Regions from separate parts of the Mus musculus genome. Here region 2 is linked to region 1. The links are chromatin contacts, called in public Micro-C maps. All regions are on one chromosome and are shown on one strand. The core of a region is the stretch at or near the end of the contact, and the rest is flanking DNA. Distances in the headings are between cores, read along the strand shown. Region 1 overlaps 4933417E11Rik (RIKEN cDNA 4933417E11 gene). Region 2 holds the start of Gm4319 (predicted gene 4319).

Evidence for each region. Hi-C and Micro-C count contacts between places; a contact is called where the count stands out from the background.
Region 2: a Micro-C map of trophoblast stem cells shows a contact between it and region 1, with 4 times the contacts expected there. The contact joins two enhancer-like sites. A contact is called at or near these places in 2 of 15 datasets of contacts at CTCF or cohesin (both in the NIH/3T3 cell line), 10 of 484 Hi-C or Micro-C datasets (the 3T3-L1 cell line, the AML12 cell line, adipose-derived mesenchymal stem cells and 6 more) and 1 of 9 other capture datasets (embryonic stem cells).

The regions. Positions count from the first base shown.
Region 1 is chr1:71,974,302-71,981,406 of GRCm38.p6, reverse strand. All of the region lies in intron 1 of 4933417E11Rik (RIKEN cDNA 4933417E11 gene), which reads left to right. Among named protein-coding and RNA genes, the nearest start is that of 4933417E11Rik, 27 kb to the left of the region's middle. Within about 2 kb of position 3,791, at least 9 of the 459 cell types and tissues checked have an H3K27ac peak or open chromatin away from gene starts, as enhancers often do. A contact at or near this core is called in trophoblast stem cells, where this site is marked.
Region 2 is chr1:72,117,041-72,124,145 of GRCm38.p6, reverse strand. Gm4319 (predicted gene 4319) reads left to right here and starts at 388. Exons shown (of 3, transcript NR_166632.1): 1 at 388-609. Within about 2 kb of position 3,980, at least 7 of the 459 cell types and tissues checked have an H3K27ac peak or open chromatin away from gene starts, as enhancers often do. A contact at or near this core is called in trophoblast stem cells, where this site is marked.

The DNA of each region.
Region 1 (7,105 bases), core at 2,542-5,041:
CCAGATTCACTGTGTTTTGTTGGTGGTTGTCCTACTGCAGCATTGAAATATGATATCCCAAGTTCATTAGCTGTTCTAGAAAATTCCTGCACTAGAACCCTGGACTAGGAACATTTTATTATCCATCCATCTATTCATCTATCCATTTACCCCTCTGTCCATCCATCTATCCATCCATCCATCCATCCATCCATCCATCCATCCATCCAACTATCCATCCATCATCCACTTTGCACATAAATAAAAATGGAAGCGGGAAGCTTGGATTATAAGCATTTGTGGTTTGGCCACACTTGCATTTTAGGTGCTTAAAAACCACATGTGCCATCTTGTTAGAGACTTAGTCTCAACCAAAGCCAGGTTCAGGACCTCAGTTTATTATCTGCCTGTTTGTGTACCATAGGAAGAGGATAGTCTCTAGCCTAGCTTTCTCTCCCAGATAATGAGACAGAATGCCCCAGAGCCCAAGGTGGCGATAAACATTGAATTATCTTTCCTCTTCTGCCTCTGGCTTTCACTGGGCCCTCAGCCTGGATACTGTTTGAAAGACTGCAGGCTGCAGTCTCTAAGTAAGGATGTGTTTGCGATAATGAGAAACAGACCAAGGAAATAAAGTTTTCCATAACTGGCCACTGAGGCGTCTGCCCAACAAACTCAAGGCTGAGTTAATCACACCCTTTCTGAAAATGGATACTCAGCTTTTAAGCATATAGAAAGATTATTTTAGCCAGAAAAAAAATGTAATATTGAGAATAGAGGTAAGCGAGTTTCTGGGTTAGCACAAAGCTATTAGCCAATAAAGTAAGTGCAAATTCTTATTATAGAGTTTGATGGCTAGAACAGATACTTCTCCAGAGGGAAAATGAATGCTTTTTGTTTATATTGAAAAGAATCACATTTATGATTTCTTTGTGGGTGGTATGTGTGTGTGTGTGTGTGTGTGTGTGTGTGAGAGAGAGAGAGAGAGAGAGAGAGAGAGAGAGAGAGAGAGAGGTGGTTTAACTTATTCATTCATTACACGTTATAAAGAAACCTACAGCTTAAGTGCAAATGGTTTCAAGTTGTCTTGATTTGACTTTTAGATGTCATGTTCTCTTGAATGGAGAAGAAAAGGGACGGCAATCATTGTAGCATAAATGACTCAGAAATAATACTTGCACAGTGCTCTGCAAAGCTTGCTAAAAATTGTTTTTACTCTTTTAAAAGTCTGAGAGGAGTGTCTTTGACCTGCGTGTCAGTGGGAACATTGCATTGTTATTTCTTATTGTTTTAATGCTCTGCTTATTCATATTGGTTCTTGTGATTTTGTATGATTGCCCTAAACTTGACCCTGAGCCTAGGAGACACATACAACCAGGTGAGAGCAGTATCACTAGAAGATAGTTAATAAAATCAAATACAGTCTTATATAACTCAAAGTAAAATATTTTTAAATCAATGATATTGAAATTTTATTTTCAGAACATTATGTCTCCATAAAAATCACACTCGGTCTGCAGCATACACTTGTTGAAAGGCAGTCAACAGTCACTGCTATGCAAAAAAACCTTAAAGTGATATAAAAGCCAATGGTAGCTGGTCATTGGTCACTGTGTATCATTCCCTTCTTTATTTGGGCACAGCAACATCTTGTGTGCCCAGCACTGTGTTGTCTGGGGGATACAAACCTGGTCTGAGTTCTAACTGGAAAGAAAGTCATGACATGACCATCTCTGAGGTAGTCACTGTGGCCATCCCTGCCTCTGTCATGCAGTCACCCTGGAGTGTGGGTATGAGATCAGACTAAGTCCAATGCAACCACACACACACACACACACACACACACACACACACACACACACACACTGAGAAAGGAGGGGGTAGCGAGTTCCTCAACGTGAAATCAAAATATTGTTTCCAGATGGAGTAGATGGATGATGGACAACAGATGTCTTCCTTGGGTGCTTCTTCTGACACCCAGGTTGTTAAGAGGCCCCAGGCATCCCTGCCTCTTATCCTTAACTCTCCTCCCCGCCCCCAGGCAATCCTGCCTTCTCCAGGTGCAAAATGGAATCTCTCTCTCTCTCTCTCTCTCTCTCTCTCTCTCTCTCTCTCTCTCTCTCTCTCGGCTTATAAGTGCTGGGTTAGCAAAGTTGATATGGTACTATTTTAGTACATATTTCAAATATAATAACTTAAAGAGCCTTCTGTGGGCAGTTTTGAGGATTTAACCATAATGTATAATACAATGTCTGTGGGAATATGTGTTTGGAAGCCAAACTAAAACCAACAGATGAATTCTTGAAATATAAACCAAAGTCATGTGAGCCCAGGCACCTTCCAAATTGTGCGGTAGAATCCGACTAGGCTGAGACCACTCAAGGGAATTGCATTCAGGCTTTGAGTCTGGGAAAGAGGTAGGCCCCCCATGGTAATGTCAGCCCATCAGTCATTTGTTGGTATCAAAACCAGGTGGGTTATCTCTGTGTGCTGTTATGGTGTGAGGGTGTATTGGATCTGATGACCCAAGGCAGTTGACTACATTTTATTCTTTTCCATCTTCATGAATTTAAGTATATTAATCTGAAACTGTATCCCTTCTTTTAAATCCCCCTTTGAAAAATAATCCTATTTCCTAAATGATGCTATTAAGTGGTGGGGTCTCTGGGAGGTAATTAGGTGAAGAGGATAGAACCTTCATAAAAGGGATCAGTGTTCTCCTTTAAAAATTTAAATTTAAAGTATGCTTGTATTTTGCCTGTATGGCATGTCTGTGATCCATTTGTTTGTCTGGTGTCCTCAGAGGCCAGAAGAAGAAGCTGGACACTGGATCCCCTGTAACTGGAGTTACAGTGCTGAACATGGGTGCAAGGAGTGGAACCCAGGTCCTCTGAAAGAGCAGCCTATGTTCTTAACTACTGAGCCATCTCAGGAGTCCCAGGACTAGTTGCTTACAAAAGGACACTAGGAAGTTCTCTCCTTCTCTTTCTACCCTGTGGGCATATAACAAGAAGACAGCCATGAGTAATTCTCACCAGAACTCAATGATGGTGGCCCTCTAGTCTTAGACCTGAAGTATGAAGAATTCCATGAGGAATAAGTTTATGCTGTTTGTAAGGAGCCATTTCATGATGTTTTGTTAACAGTCTGAACTAAGATATCTACCCCCCACATCCTGAGAATCATTGCTTATCGTGTCAAAGCCTGTAATAACCAGCGCCCCTACAATTGACAGCATACATCCTTAACTTGCCTATTTAAAATGCTAACACGTGTAAGAAAATTACAAAAGTATACTTTCCTTTTCTGTATTTTTAAGTCTTTTGCTATGGATTTCATGCACTTTTCTTCTCCATATGAAATCCAGGCTAAATAGTCCTCTTTATGCTTTGAGGATACTATGAATATTGGTATTTTATATATACCCATTTCTAACTGCATTCTTTTTGTTCATCCAGTTTTGATTTAAATTTGAGGGAGGTGCCCGAATGGAGTTTCAGGGAGTCTTGGGTAAATCAAAATCACTTCAGAGCAGCAACCGTGAGTTTCACATCCTTGGCTGGTAGAGAAGTACTGTGAGAACCAGAGGACTGGCCTCCTGAAGGTCTAGACTGGAAAGCCGTGGACTGGGTTTCAGGAGTAGGTGCATGCCTACAGCATGCTAAAGAATGTGTCTGGTCTTTCTCCTTGGATTCAGGGAAGGAGCCTCTAAGCCAAAGAATTTGTCTGGTCTTTCTCTGCATCCCGGGAGAGAGCTTCTAAGCCATTGGAATTTCCTGAGGGATAGGCGTATTTGTTATTGACTGTAGGCCCTGGTCAGTCAGTCATGAGATGATTCAGGACTGATGGAGGCCATGCCAATACTATTCATGTGATTAGAGGGTGGGGTTTTGAGCCATATATCATCTCACCTTCTGAACCTCTGGGGACAGAAGGAGAAAGTTGTAGGTTGAGTTCAACTCCATTAGTCATGTCTTCACACTAACTCCCCCGTATAATAAACTCTGAGCGCTGAGCTCAGGGTAGCTTCCAGGATGCGATCATGCTGGTTACCTGGGACAGTTGATACCTCTGAGTCTCTGGGGACAATGTACATGTCTCCTGGACCCTCCTAGACCTCTCCATATGTATCTTTCTGTTTGATTGGTTCTAACTAGTATCTTTGAAATCGAATATCAATTATAAATATGTTGCTTTCGTGAGTTCTGTACACTGCTTTGGGTCATAACTTGAGCTGGTGAGAATTGCCACGGCTTGAGGATCCCTGAATTGAGACTGGTGTCTGAAGTGAGGGCAAGCTTGTTAGAGAGAGTGTTCTCAGCTCTAGAGTCTAGTGCTAACTCCAGGGGTGCAGATCAGAACTGAACCTCAGCCTAGAATTATAGCTAAAAAGCACTTGCAGGATTTGACACACACAGCAGGATGGGCTGCAGCCCTTTGAACCTAGCTAGGATGGGATCAGTGTAAAGACATCCACAGTGGATGCAGGGAAAAGCCACATGACCAGAGTCCCACTTGATAGCATGTCCACTGTGAGGAGGAGAGGGCACGGGAGGGTGTCTGCGAAGGAGAAACAGCTCCAGGTAATGTGAACTCTGAATACAGGTTATACGTTTATCTGCTTTAAGTTAGAAGAGAAAGCAGTATTTAAAAATTGTGTGTGTGTGTGCGCGAGCTCTTCTCTGTCTATCTGTCTGTCTAGACCAGAGGTCAAACCTTGGTGTCATTCCTCAGCAGTCATCCACCTTGTCTTTGGAGACGAAGCTTCACTTGGACCCAGGGCTCACTGACTGGGTACGCTGACTGACCGGGCTACGCTGACTGACCGGGCTACGTTGACTGGCCAGCAAGCCCCAGGGATCCTCCATCTCTGGCTTCCCAGCAGTGGAATTACAAGTGTGTAGAGTCACATCCTGGGTTCTGGGAAAGAACTTGGGTCTTCATAACTGCATAACAAGCTGTTTACCAACCATGCCATCTTTTTTTTTGTTGTTGTTGTTGTTGTTCCAGAAAATTCTTTGTAACATTTTTCAATGAACAAGTTTGCCACCCTCAATCAACGGGATTATTTTTTTCCAGCCCCCACACCCCAGTTTCCCAGGCACACTCTGTAGTGACTGGAACTGAATCCACCATACAGTTTATTTTAGCCTCCCTTACATTTCTCTTAGACTTTCCTTTTAGTTTCTGACTTAGCTTCCCTTATCAACAGCCCCACGTTTTCCTTTGCAATTGTCAAATTATCTATCAGGTGTGCTGGAACAGAACCAAGTGGTTCCCACAAAGCAAAAGGACTGTATCCCAGCGTCTCATCAGTTTCCATGGGTTTTGGTCCAGGCTGTGCTTTGGGCCTTTGGCCCAGTGTTCAGTTATTTCTGTGTTCAATTGTATGTGGCTTACAAGACTAATGTAATTTAGAATATTAGATGCTGGGAAGGAAATAATGGCTAAGGAGCTGGTTAAGGCTTTTATGTGTGCATGTTTGTGTTTGTGTTCAGGGGTGTGTGTGTGTGTGTGTGTGTGTGTGTGTGTGTGTGTGTGTGAGAGAGAGAGAGAGAGAGAGAGAGAGAGAGAGAGAGCGTGCTTATGCAAGGGAGAGGACAACTCCACGTGTTATTCCTCAGGCTCTGGACATCTTTAATTTTTTTTCACATCTACTCATTTATTCATTTATGTGTGCAGTGGTAGATATGCATACCACAGTGAACATATGGAGGGCAACTTTCATGAATCTCTTCTGCCATGTGCATTTTAGGGGTCAAACTCTAACTTAGTTGACAGGCTTAGGCAGCAGGTCACTTAACTTGCTTGACCAACCACTGGCTTCACCCTTCTTTTTTTCTTGCAGTGCTAGGAATTGAGTTAGGGACTCGCACATGCTAGGTAAACACTCTAGCGCTTAGCGCTATTCCAAGCCATCACCTCTGTTTCCGAGGCCGGCTCTCTCACTGTCCTAGGACTCCCCAGGGATGCTGATTGGGTATTGAGGCTCAGGCATCTTCCAGTGTCCACCTTCTCAGCACTGGATTGCAAGTGTGTAAAACCGCATCATGTCTGGCTTTCAGAGTGAGTCTAGGGACCAGACTCAGGTTCTCACGCTTGGACAACAAACATTTTACTAACTGAGTTATCCCTTGGCTCTGGTTGAGAGCCATTAAAGAAGTATTCATTTGTTAATTTTTAAATTATACAGATTTTTCTCCTGATTGAGTTTTAAGTTGAGTAGGAAGGAAAGAAAATAATGAACAGACCTTTAAAAATTGCTATATCTGTATAAGTTACAACTAGTAAAAAAAATAGTTGTGAATTTAGTTATGCTGTGCATTTTTTCTGAGTCCCTCCAGATCTGATCACGTGTCTCTAGGAGGCAGCCCTTCTGAGCCTCCTCTGATGAAGATCCAACATCAGGCGGCATGATGATGGGGAGTGCATGTGGGTGGGAGAGGTTACATCCTCATACAGGAAAGGGGAGAGCCAGGCTTGCCCCTTTTGCAACAACCCTCTCTGGAGAACTAATCTCACTTCCTTAAAAAGGCAGCACCCGCAGTGACCTCAAGACCTTGCAGAGGGCAAACTCCTCTAAAAGGTCCCCTGGCTGCCCAGCAGGGCGCAAGCTCCTTACAAACTGGAACATCTTCCCTCACAGTGTTCAATTTGCTATTGGCTCCTTCTCCCCTTTTTCTGATGCTTGATAGTGAACCCAGGACTTTATTATTAATATTTCCATTTTAGTCTATTTACCTCACCATTATTTTTTATGTTTAGAAATCAATTTTATGTTCTTTCTTTCTGTTTCGTACGAGTTGTATATAGTAATGATTCATTATGCCACCCTCGTACAGGTATGAAATGTCTTTTGATCATATTCACTCCTGTTAATCTGTCTAATTCCCTACCTACTTCTCATCTCCTCCTGCCTCTTGGGTCTTTTTTGGTGACCCAGTGAATTTCATCGTAGCTGCTCTTAGGAGCATGCATGAAGCGTTATTTATAGGAGTTTAAGCCTGTCAGTGTCTATCCCATTGAAGGAAATTTATTTCTTTCCCCCAGCAACTGTTAACTGAGTTGTTTATAGGACCTCAAGGAACGGTGGGGCTTTGTGAGCCCTTCTTCCTCCATGACAGAA
Region 2 (7,105 bases), core at 2,731-5,230, 140 kb before region 1:
CTTTTTTTCCCCTTTCCCACAGCCCTGCACTGTTGTTCCCCCCCGCAGAGCTCAGTCCGCGCTGCCTGCTCACAGGCTTCAGTGATGAATTCTGCTGTGAGCACCGTTTTCAGTAGAATTGCCTACATAATCAGAAATTATTATCGATGTTCTCAACTGTTTACTAATGTGGCAGTGAGTATGATTTGTGCTCTAATGCTCCCCCCCCCCCCCAAAGCCCATTTACGTTGTAAATGTAGCTCTGCGCTGACTCCCGAGTTCACCGTGCTAACCGCAGCTCGGAGGACGGCCAGCAGATGGCAGCAGAGACTCATGGATGTGCTTCCTCACCTAGGAGTCAGCGCTCTTGCAAAAGGCTTTTCAACTGTGCAGACTCTAAAACCGAACGTATCCCCCACCCCTTATAAACATCTCAGACATGTATACGACCATCTCTGTATGTTTAACAGACCAGGAACTCTCTACCCCTCCACCCGAGGCATGTTAAGTGATCTGTCTGGTACTGTGTGTGACCAAGTTTGCTTATAGAGGTCACATATCCCTTCAGAGATGCCAGGACATTGTTGCTGATTGACCCATAATATTAGCTTGGCAGTGATTAACAAGAAGGTAAGATGGTCCCTCCCTTGCTGGGGGTGGTTTTCAGCATTCATATTCATAGGTGTGTTGACAGTTTGTAAATGAATTTTGTTTCCTTGCCTTTTTTTTTTTTTTTTTTTTTTCCTCTGCAAGGGTTACTGGGATATAGGCTTGTTGCCCAGGTAGAAGTGAAGACCCTCTCTACTGTCCCTGTGGTTTCTCTACAGGGTCTTCTTGAAAAAATACTGTTTATGCTGCTTGATCCACAGAATGCAGGCCACTCCATGCCCTGTGTGGATTTTCCAGCCAGTTTGACGGGCAGGGAAATTTGCAGGTTCATAGAAATTCACAATAAAGCGTATTTTCTAGTGTCAGCTCTCAGATAAGCCAAAGTTTCAAAGGCAGCAAGGGGTGTCGTGGCAACTATGTGGATCTGCTCCGGTAAATGGTGGCATCTCCTGTGCTGGACCTGGTTCTGTAAGTTTCAGGGCCAGGGAAAAATGAGACAGAACAGCTTCCCAAGTTATTGGGCCTTCAAGATGGTGACAACAGAGGATTATATCAAGTCTAATCTTCTGAGGAGAGCCACAAGTGACAGTACAGGTTTAGTGTCAATGAAATCAGTTTTCTCTTTCCTCTGCCCCCTTTCTCTGTGTATGTGTGTATGAGAAAAGAGGGTGGGGCCGGGGTAGTAGGAGATGATCTTTCTTTTCCTTTTCTTTTTAAAGATCTATCTATCTATCTATCTATCTATCTATCTATCTATCTATCTATCTATCTATTTATTTTATGTATATGAGCACACTGTAGCTGTACAGATGGTTGTGAGCCTTCATGTGGTTGTTAGGAACTGAATTGAATTTTTAGGACCTCTGCTTGCTCTGTCCGCCCCACTCGCTCTGGCCGGCTCCACTCTCTCAATCCCTGCTTGCTCCGGCCCAAAGATTCATCTATTATGCACTGTAAGTACACTGTAGCTGTCTTCAGACACACCAGAAGAGGACATCAGATCTCATTACGGGTGGTTGTAAGTCACGGTGTGGTTGCTGGGATTTGAACTCAGGACCTTCGGAAAAGCAGTGAGTGTGCTCTTACCTGCTGAGCCATCTCGCCAGCCCTGAGGATTTTTCAAAATTCTGCTTTTGTTGTATATACTCTGAATGGCAGCAATTTCTAGCTTTAGCATTATTGGCATTCTAGAACAGGATTCTTCATTGCGGGCCGTGATCGGTGGTCCCTTCGGATGTGCTCAGCGGCGTCATCGATGTTCGCTGCATCCTAGTTGCCAGCTCCCAGTCTGCCACGGCTGCTGTGAAAATCAAGACATATCCTTTAGACACTGTCAAATATCCCGGTGGGACAAGATCTCCCTGATTGATGTCCCCTGCTTTAAGGTTTAGAACACTTCCAAGGACAGCTTCATCTCCTCTCTCGCTTCCACCCTGCAGGGCATAAGGAAAATAATAAAGGCCCGTAGGGGTGGAATTCCAAACATCCACCGCGGGCAGATCTATCTGTGGAGTTTAAGGCGCACCCTGACATTCTGCACATGCTCCGTTTGTCCCAGTTGCCTTGCGCGGATATACTTTCCTCGCGATGTCTGTTCTCTGAGCTCTGAAAATGTATCCTTTAATCTCGGGCTCAGAAAACCCCTTGACTGTGGAAGGAGACACCAAAGGCCTTCCAGTGACAGGCAGGGAGAGGGCGGTTTGGATTACTAATTTGCTTTCACTTCTTAGCCTGTTTTTCCTTCCCAGGGCTGTTCCTCTGTAGACCTTGAGTATGAATAATTCCGGGTAGCCTGAGGGGAGAAGCAGGAGGCCGCCTTGTAGGGCTGTTTGTACTGTAATGAAATAGAAAGTTTAAAAGCCTAAGTGAAGCCTGTGCGTTTGGAAATGGCGGGAGGTCCAGCATGCGCTTTAAAAATTACTCAGAAAACTGACAAACTCTTGAAGGTGGGGAGAGAAATTGCCTACTTCACTTTTGGAAGATGTCCCTCCCCACCCGGGGTTGAACAGCCCCCACACATTGAGCCGGAGCACAGGGCGTCCCAACCAATTAAATACTCATGGAGATGCACTCTTAACTCTATATTTGAGTTGTCAACGGGAAGGCCAGACTAAGCACGAGGTTGTCTAGGAACTTGCTAGCCAGCTGTTTGAGAGATCTGAGAGCTACTATTTTGTACGCAGATAGATACCGGACTGAGGAAAGTTGTTCAAATTACGTGACAAAGAGGTCCAGGCTTAGAGATTTGAGTGCTCTGTGGGGTCCTTAGTAGGGCTAACTAGCTGGAGCTCCTTCTTGTCAGCAGCCTTGAAGATGGACAGGTTATTATTATTATTATTATTATTATTATTATTATTATTATTAAAATTAAAGTGTTGCATAGTCACACTGAATTAATTGTAGCTATTCACTGGTGAGGGTTGGGGGTGGTCCCTTCAAGGGTGTGAGCTCTTTGATGAGAATGGACTCCTAGCAAATAGAGCAATGTAAACACAACTTGCTTTAAGCCAAGAAAGAGATGGGGACAAAGCCTAGAGTAGGTCAATTAAAATCACCACATTAATGAAAAGGCAAACTGATAACGTATAGTTTTAGTAAAACAAGAAAAACAATGCACAGTGGCAGAGAAGTTTTGCTTCCTAGTCTTTCCACTTTCTTTCTTAAAAAACAAAAAACAAAAGCAAAAAACAAAAGCAAAAACCAAAAAGCAAAAACCAAAAAACAAAAACACCCTCTCAAAACAAGCAAGCAAACAAAACCATACAACAACAACATCAAACAAAACAAAACACCCTAAATAGTGACTGGAGAGTTGGCTTAGTGGTTAAAGCTTTTGTTGTTCTTGCAGAGGACTTGGGGTTTGACCCACCACCCAGTGGAGATTCACAGTCATCTGTAACTCCAGTTCTAGGATGCCTGACACCCTCTTCTGACCACAGAGGGCATCAGGCATAGAAGTGGTACACAGACAAAACACCCATATAAAACATAAAAATGAAAAAGACTGAAAAATCAGCTGTGTGGTGGTGGGGCACACTTTTAATCCCAGCACGTGGGAGGCAGAGACAGTCGGATGTTTGTGAACTCAAGGTCAGCCTGGTCTTCAGAGTGAGGTCCAGGACAGTCAGGGCTACATAGAGAAAACTCTGTCTCGGAAAACAAAAACAACAAAAGTTTTATGTGGCATTTATTTAGATGTCTGTGTGTCTGTATGTGCATATGTGTGAATGCTTGTTCCTGTGTATGCATGGACCCAGAAGAGGACATCAAGTGACCTCCTCGATCACCATCGGCCCATTCCTTTGACACAGGGTCTCTTCCAACCTAGGGCTTGCATTTTCTCAGCTAGATGAGAAGCCCTCGAGCTCCAGTGATCCTTTTGTCTCTGCCCTCCCTTCAGTTATCCCTGGAATTATTGGTATTTGCAGGACTCCCAGCTTGTTGCATGGGTGCCTGTATTCAAACTCTGGTTCTCAGGATTGACCAGCAAGTATTCTGCACTATTCCTCTAGATCACCCTTTTGTCTGGTTCTCAAGGGGGGTTCTTTGCTTTTGGAATTAACGCAGCACATTGGTGTTTCAATCTGTTGAATGTCCATAGAGCGACAGAGAGCCTTATTTTTCTCATGACTTCTAGAGGGAGCAATGCTTTCCTCCCTCTAGAAGGAACTGATTGCCAGGGAAGCCACAGTTAAGTGTAAATGGATAATGAGTGGGAGATGGGGAGAGAACAGGATAGAGGCTAGAAGGGAGATGCTGAGATAGACTCCGTGGATTCCTCAATGAAGGATGGAAAGGTATTGGTACGGTGGTCTGGATTTTTAACGTTAAAGATTAACTTTAAAGGGGAGAGGGAGATGGTTCGGTGATTACAAGCACTGGCTGCTCTTGCAGAGGACATCGTTTTGGTTCCTAGCACCCAATATGGCATTCACCTGTGACTCCACTTCCAGTTGGAGGGCCTGGAAGGCCTCTGAGGGCCCCAGGCATGTACATGGTGCACATTTAGACATGCAAGGCCAAACACTCACACACATAAAAGAAATAAGAAACTAAAAGAATTAAAAAAAAAACCTTAAAAAACACAACATAATCACAAGTCTCTGATATAAATTGAACCAGTTAGTGGTTTTTATTTAAGTCATTAATTAATGAGGGAACCTTGCGACATTACAATGGCCTCAAAGGAGAAATTCAAACAACCATCAGATAATTCTGTAATAATTTTACAAATGGATACAAAATTGGCTTGTTCCATAGTGGGTGTGGTGGTGGAGGTTAGAAATCAATTATATTTGCAGAGGAAAAGATTAATTTTCATGCCTGTAGACAAGTCATTTGAATTATTATTGGTGCCAGAGAGTAGGGCAGATGGAGAGGACCTGAGGACCGCGTATAAAACACTGCAAAATGCTTATGAGAAAAACACAGAGGACAAAAAAATCTCTGGCAAAGGCTGGCTAGCTCACAACTCCCACCCTTCAGGAGGCTGACTGGAACGGGCTGGTGCCATTGGTGGAAGTACGCGCTATATGTCTGAAGATGATGTGTGCCTTATTATAATATGAAAACAGACACTATCCTGCTGGGCCAAGAACACTCGTGAAACTCTACACTATGCAAATGAGCAAGATAACCCTGGGGATGTGGCATAAAGGCTTCATCCTTTGCATAGTATCACTGATGGAGATTCTCAAAGTTCTCCCAGCCCTACCCTCTTCATTGGAAGTAGGTTGTTTCTTATTACATGGTCTCTGGAAGTAGGTTGTTTCTTATTACATGGTCTCTCCTCCTGCTACTTTCCACAAGCCTTCGGCCGATGTTTGTTCCAGGACACAAGAACCTGGAATCCCTCCAGAGGTGCCAACCAATCTCTCATGTTCACTGATGTTGTTATTGCTACACTTTGCAATGTAAAAGTTGCAAAATAGCTCAGCCAAGGAAAGGCAGCGAACTCACAGAATCAAGCCATCCGGAAGCCTATACTTAGAGGATGCCCTGTTTCCCGCTGAAGAGGACCTTATAATCTTTCTGGTCCAGTTGATTATTTTATAGTTTCTTTTTAAAAAGTTTCTATAGATTTGGTTGTCTAATGGTAACACTTTATTTTAGACAATGGACCAAGCTTTTAGGAAAAGAAAAGGACCTACAATGTTCTTTCCAAACAGATTCACCAAGCCCTGATCAAGCGTCTGTAGGTAGCACTTAGGTGCTGGGGAAGGGAGAGACGGAGGTAACTATAGAGCCATAGTGAATATTTAGGCACATCTCTGAGGCAATAGTTATGGCTAAATCTCACCTTGGTTGAGCTCTGCTCCACCGGAAGTATAATGGGTAGGTCTGTACACATCTTTAGAGGTTACAGTTCAGCACTCGTTCAAGGGCAGAGGCATGTCATTTTTTTTTTTTCCTTACATGTATTTTTAGTTAGGGCAAGAAGTGGTGGCATTGGTAGTCTCTAGTGAAATCTGCAAAGTGGGAAGCACTTAGACAGATGGAGGAAGGAGAAGAGGAGCTTAGGAACCCGCAGACAAGAGCACACTTTCTGTCCTTTTGTTAAAACGGCTAATTAGAGTCGAGGCGTGGGGGTGCATGCCTTCCATCTCAGTGCTCAGAAGGGGGAAGTAGATTGTTTCCCATTACATTGTCCCTCCCGCTACAACTTTCCACTCAGCTTCAGACGATGTTTTCTTTCGCGACAAGGTGGATCCAGACAGGTGGATCTCTGTTGAGTTCCAGGACAGTCAGGTTTACATAGAGAGACCTTGTCCCCAAAACCCTCAAAATCATCATCAAGAGCAACAGGAAAATGACTAATTAGGAGACCTTAGATGGGAGGGTTCTCTAATGTAAGCAAGTTGACTTTGTAAGCAATTTGATATAAGCAGTCTTGTTCTAGAGAAAAATAATTTGAACTTAACTAATGAAAACCATCAACTAATTTCTTTTTTTTTTGTTTTTTTTTCCATTTTTTATTAGGTATTTAGCTCATTTACATTTCCAATGCTATACCAAAAGTCCCCCATACCCACCCACCCCCACTCCCCTACCCACCCACTCCCCCTTTTTGGCCCTGGCGTTCCCCTGTACTGGGGCATATAAAGTTTGCGTGTCCAATGGGCCTCTCTTTCCAGTGATGGCCGATTAGGCCATCTTTTGATGCATATGCAGCTAGAGTCAAGAGCTCCAGGGTACTGGTTAGTTCATAATGTTGTTCCACCTATAGGGTTGCAGATCTCTTTAGCTCCTTGGCTACTTTCTCTAGCTCCTCCATTGGGAGCCCTATGATCCATCCATTAGCTGACTGTGAGCATCCACTTCTGTGTTTGCTAGGCCCTGGCATAGTCTCACAAGAGACAGCTATATCTGGGTCCTTTCGATAAAATCTTGCTAGTGTATGCAATGGTGTCAGCGTTTGGATGCTGATTATGGGGTGGATCCCTGGATATGGCAGTCTCTACATGGTCCATCCTTTCATCTCAGCTCCAAACTTTGTCTCTGTAACTCCTTCCATGGG